Linked DNA regions of Zea mays: regions 2 and 3 are each linked to region 1. The links are chromatin contacts, called in public Hi-C maps. All regions are on one chromosome and are shown on one strand. The core of a region is the stretch at or near the end of the contact, and the rest is flanking DNA. Distances in the headings are between cores, read along the strand shown. Region 1 holds the start of LOC103638764. Region 2 has its middle 86 kb from the start of LOC103638763. Region 3 holds the start of LOC118473374.

What was found. Hi-C and Micro-C count contacts between places; a contact is called where the count stands out from the background.
Region 2: a Hi-C map of endosperm shows a contact between it and region 1, with 2.0 times the contacts expected there. The contact joins the enhancer-like site here to the promoter of LOC103638764 in region 1. A contact is called at or near these places in 3 of 25 Hi-C or Micro-C datasets (ear, endosperm and leaf).
Region 3: a contact with region 1 is called in a Hi-C map of tassel, with 2.4 times the contacts expected there. The contact joins the promoter of LOC118473374 here to the promoter of LOC103638764 in region 1. A contact is called at or near these places in 2 of 25 Hi-C or Micro-C datasets (leaf and tassel).

Annotation. Positions count from the first base shown.
Region 1 is chr9:103,576,174-103,580,372 of Zm-B73-REFERENCE-NAM-5.0, reverse strand. It overlaps LOC103638764, which reads right to left and starts at 2,029. Exons shown (of 3, transcript XM_008661583.4): 1 at 1,669-2,029; 2 at 209-541; 3 at 1-133. The coding sequence starts at 528.
Region 2 is chr9:103,377,465-103,381,663 of Zm-B73-REFERENCE-NAM-5.0, reverse strand. No RefSeq gene overlaps it. Among protein-coding and RNA genes, the nearest start is that of LOC103638763, 86 kb to the right of the region's middle. Within about 2 kb of position 2,018, at least 18 of the 20 cell types and tissues checked have an H3K27ac peak or open chromatin away from gene starts, as enhancers often do. A contact at or near this core is called in ear, endosperm and leaf, where this site is marked.
Region 3 is chr9:103,734,064-103,738,262 of Zm-B73-REFERENCE-NAM-5.0, reverse strand. It overlaps LOC118473374, which reads left to right and starts at 2,278. Exons shown (of 1, transcript XM_035962611.1): 1 at 2,278-2,841. The coding sequence starts at 2,387. The coding sequence ends at 2,587.

The DNA.
Region 1 (4,199 bases), core at 780-3,279:
CACTTGGCCAACTCCAGTTATCACATTCTTCCAACTTGCACAAACCTTTTGTCTCTTAGACCCATCCTGAGTTGTTGGGACAATCGCAAAGGCATCTGTGGGAGTGTCCAAGACAGCAACAATGTTCTTTGATCTGAAAAAAAAATGCCGCGTGTCATTCTGCAATTTACTAATGTGACCACAAGAAATTAGGACAGTAGACAAGTACCTGTTGTCAGCTTTCTTCATGACATAAATGTATGTCGAATCTGACTCCGCATGGAATTCAACCATGCGTCGTAGGTCCTTGTCATTGGAAATAGAGATCAAAGTTTTATCATTCTTTGGAAGGAAATACTTGAATGCAAACTGGTCAAGCTTCAGATTGTTAAGTGTTGACGATATCTCTTGCTTAAATGCACTAAAAGTCCAGTCACTTTGAACATGCATAGCATGTGCCTCTCCACCAGAATATGACATGTGTCCATCTTCATCGGTGTTGAATTCTCCACCTATTTGAAGAACAGCTAATATTTGTCCCTTCCCCATAAGTGTCTCCTTCCTACAAAGGGACAACAAGTTCAAGAATTAGGCTACTAACTGATTTCTTTGAGACACTCCATGTGTGTCTATTACACAAGGAAAAAGACAAATTCTGTAAAGGGGTAAATTAAATCAACTCAAACGAATGGAGGTGTAAAATGAACTAAAAACACTGTGGGGGGCTATGTGAAGTTGTGAACATTGTCCATAGGTGAGGGGAGTAATTTGTACTTTTTCCATTAATAATTTTAAAGTGATAACAAACATCTCCAATGGTTAAATGCAATGTTTAATAACAACCCAAACATCAGTAGTTCAGCAGTTCAGCTTCATAAATAGTTGTAGAAATATAGGATTTCATGTGCAAACAGAAGGTACTGCCCCTATGGAAATGACTAGATATCTAAGGTGTGATTGGTTTCATGCATGCAGTCAGAACAGGCTGGTTGGATGCAGCATGCAGGAGGTAGATGTTTGGTTCGACGGACGTCCACATGGGCAAGGATTTGTGGGTGCAAATTAGGCCAAGAAATGAAATGGGATTTTGTTTCTGGGGAGCCTAGCTCACGCAGTGCACGTCACATGTCTGCTGCTCTCTTGGCGCCTGCACAAGGCGAGTAGGGAGAGACCAACCAATCAAGCTATGCGATGAGATGGTATGGATGGAAACATGAACCAAAGAAGGTGCTCCTACATGCAGAGACCCTGGCTGCCACATGTCAGCCTGGCTACCTAGAAAGTAGAAACCAGAACTAATCACGCCCCTAGTGAGCGGACTGAATGGCAAAACTAGTAACTGGAGGATTCCAGGCTTTCCTCTGCCACAAGCAAACTTGAAATAAACTCGGTGTGGGAATAATAGCGATGTTTTGATTCATGTGCATTTTAAACATATCTTCCAGGATGAAATACAAGTGAAGAATTGAACTTGTTGCTTCTTTTCTCAAGGAGGCGCTCAGTGTACCATGATACATTACTTTGAGAAAGCAAGCGGCAGATAAGCGGGCACAGAAAAACCTAATCGAAGTTCTGGTTTTCAGTAGTACGGATCCGTGTGGCCGACTAGGATTAATGAAGCCGAATTCAAGAAGTCACGGACAAACCCCAGGAAGCACTTGACTCCCACAGAACAGGTGTATCGATTACCTGGGTCGCGGCGGGATCTGCTGGTCGAAAGCGCGGGGATCCTACCCTCTGGTGTCAGCGGCACGAAGGGAGGACACCCGGCAGCGGAACCGGCGGTAGGCGCCAAGCGTAGGCTCAACTACGACGAGAAGCTGCTCGACGCGCGCGAGCGGTGGGGGCGTGGCCAGCAACGGGGCTCCCGGTTCCGGCCGCCGCTGGTCTGACTCGGGGATAAGGCGGTCATGTGCCCGGGTGCGGCTTCCGATCTAGGGTTTGCGTGCGGGGTCCACGCGTCACACGCATCCCGCATTCCCCAATCCCCATCTCATCTCTCTCTTCTTTATCTATACTATTTGTACTGTCTATTAAGTCAATAATGTACACGGTTATTGTGCCTCCGTTAGGTTTAAAAACGGACGGATCAAATCCCACCCGACCTGTGGGGACAGATATCCCCGGGTCCACTAGAAGGCGAAAGGCCCTCGCGTGGGGCATCGGGCCAGTTACCTCGCAAGGCCATCCCTTCATGGGCAGGACAAAAACTACTAGCGTAATGGGCCGACATGAGAAGGTGACAGACACAGACTCAAGCTCAGGCATCCCGTCAAATCATGTGTTATCCAAAGATACCGTCCGACTTTCCCACGCGTGGCGCCCACAAATGTCGGCGCGGATTAGGGATGAATCGGCGATGTTTTCGGAAGAACAGTTCAGTCGGTTCACTATTATTTAGGAAATATGTGATCATGATGTAAGTATGGAGTGCCCTACGGTCGTGTATATAAGGCGCAGAGGGTACCACATCATTTTCATTCCCATCTACCTATCTCATTAGCTTCTCTCCATCCAGGAGACATCGCTTGTAACCCACCACATATAGATCCACACCAGGAAGTAGGGTATTACGCCTCTCCAAGCGGCCCGAATCTGCAGAAAATTGTTTGTCTCTCTCTTTCGTGCATCCAGCAAGAACCATTGAGTTACACTCAACAGCACTTTCCTACCCAAAAGCACCACAAGGGTAACCCTAGGTGTGTGGTCGGGCTCTAAACACCGACAGCTGGCGCGCCGGGTAGGGGGGTGTCGTTGATCCAAGCTAGCTCAATGGCCATCACCTCCAAGTGCAAGATCGCCCTTCGTCCCGAGACTATGTTCTGCTTTGGAACCATCTCATCCGTAGTAGATGAAGAGGAAACTCTGCACCGCATAGCAGATCCGCCGGAGAAGAAGCTTTCCTCGGAAATCCCGAGGAGAGCCAGAGCAGAATAGCGGGTGGTGCCACCACCCACATCTCAAGCGAAGATGACCTCTTACAAACCGAAGGCCGGAGCTCACCTACCCGAAAAACTCTGATGTCCACCTCGCCCACAAAGGAGTGGACACGGATCACTCGAAAGAAGGAAGCAAACATTCTGAGTTAGGGGACGAGAGCACGCTGAGCCGTCTTTCCGACACCTTCACCCTCAAAGGAGGACGGAAAGAAGAGCGCCATCGCGACGACTCCTTTCTACCCCGACGTCCTCTTCATCGGGGGAGATTAGAGTCATCACCCATCTCCGACGATGAGTCTACCATGCAAGGGGAAGAACCTACCCAGCGTGAAGCACGACAACGGAGGAACAGACGCCGGAACGTGCGACGACATTACGAAGCTAAGGAACGGGATCCAGCGCAGCCCGTATCCCGGGACGAAGCCTCAGAAGTAGGAGAATCTCCCAACGAGCGAGTACACCGGGAAAGGCGAAACTCTTGCCGCTGCGATCGTCGACAAGCTCAGGACCGAGAACGAGAGCAAGCCGAGCAAGGTGCAAGGCTGCGCCGAGAGAACCCTCTCTTTGCTCGGAACCTATACTCTGACTTCGCCCGTGCAATGGACACGCCGAGTGAAGTCGGAGGACTGCTGGCCTAGATAGCTGACGGCCTCCCGCGAACCCCACACGCGGAAGGCTACCGGCGGCTGCTTACTCGAACAGCTAATCACCTTCTGCCCATCGCTCATCCCCCGAGCGACCTACTCCACGCCATCAACAGTCGACGAGACGCGCGGAGCTCCATCAACGCTTCGCACGACCGACGGCACAAAAGTGAAATAAGGCGCCGGGAGGAGTATGACCGGGATCACGGCGTCCCGGCACGCAGTCGCGCCACCCGAGCTGAGTCGGCTGCAGCCTCGACTAGTGGCCTGTTCCGGGGACGGTTGAGACGATACACTACTGACTCCCCTCCCCGGGACCGACCTCACGAACGCCGACAGGAAGACACGTGCGGAGTCTCCGCGCTTACTCCACGTCTCCGGGCCATCCAGTGGCCCAACAACTTCAAGGTCTCCAACGTCGACAAGTATGAGCCCAAGCAGGACCCTGGTGGCTGGTTGGCCGTCTACACGACTGCCGCCCAGGCCCCTAGGGCGACGGAGGACGTGATGACGGTGTGCTTGCCCATTGTTCTAAGGCAAGACGTGTTGCAGTGGCTCCGACATCTACCCCGACACTGCATCGACGATTGGAGCGACTTCAGTCAGTGCTTCATCGCCAACTTCCAGTCCCTCTCTG
Region 2 (4,199 bases), core at 769-3,268, 200 kb after region 1:
CTAAAAACCTGCTACAGTTTCTGAGAAGGGCAATATAGGAATCTCTCGTTCAAAAAGCCATCGCACCGTGATCAACCTGAGAACCTTCCTATACCGCAACTCCTCTACCGCCCTTGCCCCTATCGGGTAAGGTAGTCCTCCACTAGCTTTCCTAATTAGTCAGTCAAGTGTGTCCCATTCCACCCTTGTGTTAGCACGGTTATCTCAAGTTAAGCTCCATGTTCCAATCAACACAATGATCTTGTCATGAATAATAATTAAAATAACAGCATAATTAGAACATGATCATAATTTAAATATAACATTAATCCCAAACCTAGGTAGAGTAGTAGCAAGTCTACCCAATAGTTCATATGTCTGCAAGGGTGCGGTAAACAAAACTAGGGAAACCTATTAGGTCACATCAATTTAACCTGAGTAAGTCACATTGATTAATGGAGAACATTATTAGGTAAAAAAGAGTGATCAAGGGCACAACTTGCCTTAGACTCAAGATCCAAAGTACTTTCCCAAGCTGGTCTTCAGATTCTCGTGACCTCACTGCTACTCATAGCAATACATACAAATAAACAAGAAGTACATAAAAATAACAGTACACCAATCACGAGAACAAACAACTTAAGAATATTCTATGCGCTACTACGAGATCATGGGTTTGAGAATCACTGAAATCAGAGTTGTGGTTAAAGAGATATGGTTTTCGGAAGACCTATGTGATTAAGCAATTAAAACTAGGTCTTACGTTGATCTTATAAATCATGTGAGAAAGATAATCTAATGAGATACCTCATTATAACTTGATTAGAGATAATATTTTAGTAAAATTTATAATTATAAACATATTAGCCTCGATTAGAAGAGTTAGTCTAATAAACATAAGTTAAATAAATATCTAATTATGATAGTATGTAGGATGATAGAAATAATGCTTTTAATGTGTAGGAAAATTTATTACGAAGCTAACGCAACTGGAACAGACTAAAACATAGTTAAAATGAAGAAGTTATGGGGTTTTCCAATATCTATGAATTGTTTTTATAATGGAAACCATTTTCAGAATTTATTTATAAGTATATTGCGTATGCTGGGCCGCGAGCATAAATATTCGAGGATTCAGGGTTGTTTTCATTAATTCTAGGGCCTCTCTGTAATGGTTTTAATACTAACCTGGACTACGAGTTGATTTGTAAAGATTCCAGGGTTTTTTAGCAACGTTGTCGCGGCGGCTTACACACGGTCTTGATCTGGCCATTGGATCTGATATCCATGGCAAGAACCAGACCACGAACCGGTATGCAACTGAGGTCGTTGATACGAAGATCGATGACCCATAAAACACCGACGAAGGGATATGCTAGGTTATAATCTTAACCACACCTCAAGATCTGACAGTCATGATTTAAAACAACCAAAAAGTTATACCATCTCTATTCTCAATCGTCTAATAGGGAATACAATGGCACCCGATCCACCCTCACCACACAGGTCGGATGAGGCGGCGTCGCCCCTGCATGCGGCGGCTGGCTAGATTGAAGGCGCTCGACGCCCCCAGCCCCCAAATCCCCACCCAAATAATTCTACACGATGAAGAGAGGATCCAAACTTCATGGATGATTCCTTACCCATGGTTTTGTCATGCCGGACTTCATTCACGGCGAGGAGCGGATCCACGGTGGCTAAATTTCTCTGGTGAGCAATTGGTAGTGCTCTGGTGGACTACGTCGCCCGAGAAGGCCACGACCACATGTAGCGCGCCACCACGAACTGTCTCGAGTACTTCACCGGCATCAGTCTCGTGCCCAGACAAGGAGTAGCTATGGAGACGATCTCCTCTGCTTCACCCGTGGCGGGTCCTGGGTTGGGCTCGACGGGATGGTATGGCTCTGGCGTACCGTATTATATAGCCGTGGAGGAGGACGCCAATGCGTTTGTTGAAGCGCGGGGCCAAAATCCTCGGAGCACCAGTGTTCTCGGCAGCTTTGTTCCCAGGGATGCCTCAGCCAAGGAGGGCCCACCAGTCGGCGAGAAAGCTTGCGCGCGTAGGCTCCGTGTGGCTGGCGCGTGGGAAAGGGAAGCTGGGCCGCGATACTAGGAATTCGGCCCAAAACGCAGGTATGAGTTTGTATTTTTCTTTTTTTCTTTTCTTTTCTTTTCTTTTGTCTTTTAATTTATTTTCAAGTTCAAATCTAGTTTTGATATTCAAATATTTGAATGCCCAAACAAAATACCACATGATGCAAAAATATTTTTTTTATTTTACTATTAGTATTCTGTTATTTTAAGTAAATGCCCCTAAACTTAATTGAGATGCAATACATAATTAACTAATTGGGGTCCCTCTTTATACTACTTATTAAATAAAATGAGTAATAACTTCCTTCAAACCTAAATGTCTATTACCTTTTTATATAAATGATCATGAAATTTTTATTAGGCCTCACTTTTGTATACTTCTTCAAAGAGTATCACAAAGTATATGTTTCAATTAAAAGAATAATGTAACCCCGAGAGGCACTTTTTTTAATCCATTGATTCACAACCTTAATATTTTAATTTTGAGGTAAACATCCTAAAGTACTTCAAATATAACTTTTAGGGTATTACAGTTGTGAATTTGAAGTTCCCAGAGTACATAGAACCTTTGTCTGTGGTAGTGTAGTGAGAATATACAAGACAAGAAGTATGTTGTGAGTTTAACTTATTCAAAAAGAAAATGGAAATTGCTTTAAGAGTTGCACAAATATAACCAATCAATAATAGGCAAATTGCCTCCCTTCTTGTGTATCTTGCCAATGCCTGAAAAATAATAGAACAAGTAGTAGGTTGTGAAAGGTGAAAGATGTTTGTTTTGGTAGGATAGTTGTCTCCATTAGAAAAAGAAGCTTGCCTGAAAGCAGGGGCAGCAGCCACATCCGTGGCCTCTAAACCTTCTTAGCATAAATACTTCTAGCATTCAATACATGTATGTACCCATCACACATGATGCTAGAAACTTCTACCGTAAAAGAAAGACAACAAAAGCATATTACCAATCAATAGATAGTTCTTAAAGGCAAATCATGAGAATTTGATAAAGCATGTTACCAATCAACGGATAGTTCTTAAAGACAAATAATGAGGACTACATTCATCTGATCATGAATCAAAATGATAGCAATGTATATAGTAACCATATACATATTTCTATAAAACAGCCAAACAGCTTACCCCAACACCCAACTTTAGTAACCATATACAAATAAAAATGCAGATCCATCAGAGAGAGGTACCGTGAACGTAGAGTGCACGCGAGCTTCTTTGAGACCTACCAACGACTGGCGCCATCCAAATTTCTCTTACGCTAGAAAAAAACTATTATTTCTCATGATGAAACGGTTCATATTTTCACAAGTACAATGTATATGCAAGTTAGGAAATTTAGATATGAAGAAAAAGTGCCAATACTGTTCTTATTATTGCAGCATAGAGGTCAGCCTGATAGCAACTGCCTTGCGCACGGGGTTGTCCGCATGCTGGTACTTAAAGCACTTGTAATTTGGGCAAGGTAGGTGATAATTAGTATTATTAACAGTCTTTTTGCTTGGTGCACTTATAATGAATAATGAAAGAGATTCCAGTAACATATGAGTAATTCAATAAAGCCACATTAATGAAAGAGATTCATGTGATTTGTGACTTTTTTCCATGAAATTTGCAACATTGTTCTGAGCCTTGATTTGTGATTTTTTTTTCTTCTGATCATCCTTGCTATCATTAGGATCATGTGACTTTTCTTAGTTAACCTACTTGTAGCTGCTGCAATGCCCAAATGCATTTTTGTGGCTATTCTCTAAACAACCCTGCTTTGTAAATCTCTGTGAAGTTCAAATCCTTGCACGAGTGCTTCTAATTTGTGTAGAGGTCCTTGTGTATTTGCAACTCAAGACTTCAAACTCTTACATTCTCTCAAACACTGAGTTTTGCCAGCATTGTCTCTAAACTACGCATGGAGTTTATACTGATCTCTCACTTAGCATTGTCTGTAAAAAATGTCGAGTTGCACATTTTTTTGTGTAGTCCGTTCATTTTAGCTTCTATCTCAGAAAATCGTTTGTTGTTTGTGTACAGTCCGAAGACGGAAAAGTGAGAAAGCGAAAGCTTCCCAGTTCCCATGACAAGCCTAAAGTAAGGATGCAAAAAGATTAAGGTCATCAATAGCA
Region 3 (4,199 bases), core at 1,029-3,528, 160 kb before region 1:
TCCTTGATAGTTTGTATTATGATTAATAATAGATGTCAGGGGCATGAATGTAATCTTATCCGGGCTGCGTCCCGTGCCTATAAATAGATGAACAGTAACACCGTACTGTTCACGATGGATTGTAATCACTCTTGTGTCACTCTCGCATTTTCACCTTCTGACAAGCCGAAGGTAACAAAGTAATATGAATATCATGGATGTTTGTTTATGTTTAAGAAATAAGAATATAGATAAACTACCGTTATATAATCATTATTTATATCCTTTTTTATTTCATGTACCCTTATTTATGTTTGTTCACTGAGATGATGAAGGTATACCCTTCATGACCTTTGTCTAGAGATCATTATATCCAAAAGGAGATAATGCTTCGAAGGATGAATGTCTCTAATTATTAACAATCGTGTTGTCTTGCTCTTGATGTATAGCATTCGAGAACAAGGACCAACAGTACCAAATTACATAAATACCTACGTACACCGTAGCATAATTAGTATCAGCAAATATCATAAACTGGTTATAGGGAGCATAGTTGCATGGTTGTTAGAGCGATCCTATATTTATGGAGTCATCCGATTTTTGCGTGCATGTAATGGAAACGAAAATGTCATCCAAAATTTGCGTACATGTAACAAAAACTTCCACGATATACCATAATTATCAGATCTACCATAAAAATAGGATCTCCATGTATGTATCTGCGCATGTGCATGTCCTCCGCCCAGGCACGGGGTTAACCTCCCCACGTACGTTAGTCAAACTACTGGTCCAACAATCAATCTCCCATGTTGGACGCAAGCCACTCCTGGTCCAACAATCAACCTTACGCGTTGGACACAAGCCACTCGAACTAGGAGTCTAGGACTATTTCAAGTTTTAGGACTCTTATTATTTAGGACCCATGGTTGGAGATGCTAAAACGGGGAGAAGAAAAAAAACGAAAAATAGAGAGCATTAGCCAGTGCACGTACTCTTTCTCAGACGGCTGTGAAAGTTGCAGCTTAGGCACGCAAGGGCTCGCAAGTCGCAACTTGCACTTTGCAGTGTGATTATCAGCGCGGCAGCTTTTTGGAAAGTTGTGTCCTTCTTTTGACTGGTCCTACTTACCAAACTATATATTGTACGTCCACGACCTCGCTCTTAATCCTTATCTCATCACTTGCATATTGGCCCTGAAATGTGTCTAGCTCTTGTTGCTGTGGGAGACATGTGCGAGAATAACTACGCGAGCTGAAAGGCAAGAAGAACAGGCACAATTTGCTGCGACTGTAATCTGTACCGGCCCTAAACGGTAAGGAATAAGAGAGTTAAGTGGATGGTGTTCTTTGTCTCTCTTTCAGGCAATATAGGTTTGATCAATAGAAGCTGCATGCACACTCTGAGGTATAGCCTTAGCCTAAGCTGTGTGAGGGAAATCTATTTACACTTGTACTAATCGCTTTACAGAAAAGAGGTCGACCGATAATATCTATCACAGAAAAGTGTCTGGGGGTACAATAATTAGGGCACCAAAACACCCCTATAGGTCTGCCAATGCAAATCGAGCCGCTAGCTACCGTCTAACCCGTACTGCGTCGATTATCACACATGCATGCATGAGGTAGCGAACAGTGTGATCTCACCACAATTAGTAGGGTAGACCAAATCTTCGATGGACGTACAGGTACAATAACTAATTATATATAAAAAAACAACGACCCTGAAATGACCGCACGTATTAGTGACTCTCTGAGATGCCGGCTTATCGCCACAAACTTTTATTTGCTATCTGAGCAGAGCACTCGATCTACTAGCTATTCCTTATCTCAATTGCATGATGTCAGAAAAGATTTTTAAAAAATGCTCTGGCTTAAACCCCGGACTAGCACTAGCTATAGCTAGCTAGCTAGCTAGCTTAAGGTGATCGTGTGAATATATGGAAAGCCCATTTGCCTTCCATTATTACCAAATCCAAGTAATCCATCATCATCAGCAGTCAGCACTCGATCGGATCAATATTGTTCGCAGAGCAAAACTACCTACCTGTTCAGACATTGCAGGGGGTTCATCCATGAAGATAGCTGGAGGAGTCTGAAGAAAGAATCTGCAGTCTATTCGTCGTCTTCTCCCGACGTGCACAACGCGTGGCCCGCTCGATGAGCCGATCGGTCCCGGCCGTCGGATGCCTCCGCAGAAGCGATCTCCTGGCCGCCGTCCGCTGCCCTCCGCTATAAATTGGGGAGGAGACCCGGTTGCCCTCCGACCTCCGAGCACAACTACCACACCCTCCAGCAGCAGGCAGCAGAAGTTTCCTAGTGAGCTTACCGCGTCCAGTGCCTGAAACTGTCGTCTGTGCTGTGCTCCGACTCCGAGAGAAGCTTCGGGTGATCGGTCGGTCGCCGCCGGAATGGGAGCCAGCCTGTCTTGCTTCGGCGGGTCAGGAGGCGGGTACTACGCCGACGAGCCGGGGTACGAGCAGCCGCGGCGGTCGTCCAGGAAGGTGCGGCCGAGTGACGAGGATGGCCTGTGGTACGTTGGCGAGCGCGACGTCGACATGAAGGCGTCGGCGTTCATCGCCAGGTTCCATGCCACCGCCTCCAGCAGCTAGGTCCGTGGAGCTAGCCCTGCAGGTGTCCATGTGCATGCACGCCGCGCCGATCGTATCACCATGTGAAATCTTTGGTCTTTCTGTGGGTCTCTCAATCAACCCATCCATGTCAATAGGTCGATCTATTCTCAAATATCGTCTGTAACTTATGTAAGGATGTGTACATCTGATCGTCCTAAATAAGAGCAATACTGGACGAGCTTTTCGTTGTGTATATATATGTGGACAAGAAGTTGTTTTCAAAACGAAATGTTTTTTTTTTTTTTTGCGAATTCAGAAAGATTCATTGAAAATCGAGGAATGCCATTACAAACGGGATTGGACACTTAACTCTCACAACGCTAACTCATGCGTGTATCTGTTTTTTTTTTCCGAGTTGTAGCTTGTACGTACATGTTTTGATTAACAAAAAACTAGTCTCCTAGTCTTCAACAGTTTGACTTGTATATAAGTTTGATAAATCATTTTATATTCAGTTGAAATTTGCAGATAGTATCATCTATAACTTGACCATTAAAACCTATAACGATCACAGCATGATATGATGTTTGTTTAACTGAATCAGTAAAAAAAAAATCGATTCCGTAATAGGGATCCAAGGCCACCAACTGCCATTAGTAATAAACAAAATAAAACGGTTTCTTCCTTGGCTATCCAATTACACTCGAGAATCCGAGATGGAAAAATAAATAAGTTTGCAATGAAGGAACTAGAAATCAGCTTCTGTGCAAACATATTTCTACATGAGTTTCAATCCAGTGGTGTATTCATCTTCCAGCATTATTCCATAATATTTTAGGATACAGTGGAAGGACATAAATTGGAATTTAGACCGGAATCTTTGTTTAATAACATAGTGACCAAACACTTCTACGTGAGCAGCTTAACCTATTTAATACTTTTGTCATATGTATTCTTCCAAGCACATCTAGGCCATGTTTCGTTGCACGAGACTAAACTTTATTTCCTCTTTTTAGTCTCTAAATTATTAAAAATAGGACTATAGAGGGTAGAGAAATATGATTTATTCTCTTTTAGTCCTTATATTTAGTAATTTAGGTAATAAAATAAATTAAAAGGGAGGGGGGACAAAGTTTAGTCACATGTAACCAAACACCCCCCTTTACTCGCAAATAAAGATGTTTGGCTTGTGACTATTTCTTTAGATTTATCGTTTTGGAACTTCCTTTGCTACTATTAGATTTGGCTTTTGCAATTAACTTGGTAGAATATTTATCCAAGTTTTCTGTTTTCCAAACGTTGAATATTCTATTTATATCTGACTGGCTTCTGAAGAAAACGGACCAAGTGATCATCTCTCAAAGCTCAGATATAACATGACTGAACTGTTTTCTAAGCACGATTGGCTTGAGATTTCTGCAAAAAAAAGGTGCTTGTTCGTTGACTGTTCTTTTCGTAGCAATTCCGAAATATCCGTGCTGCAAAACGGAAAACAATTTCGCCCACAAATGCATGGAGTGGCATTATGGTTGTCGACGGTATAGTCTTTTCAACCAGGCCGTGAACTTATTCTGCAGCTAGCCAGCTATATACCCTGACGCCGTGAACTCTTAGCCGCAAAATGGACGAATTTATAAAACGTACCGACAAA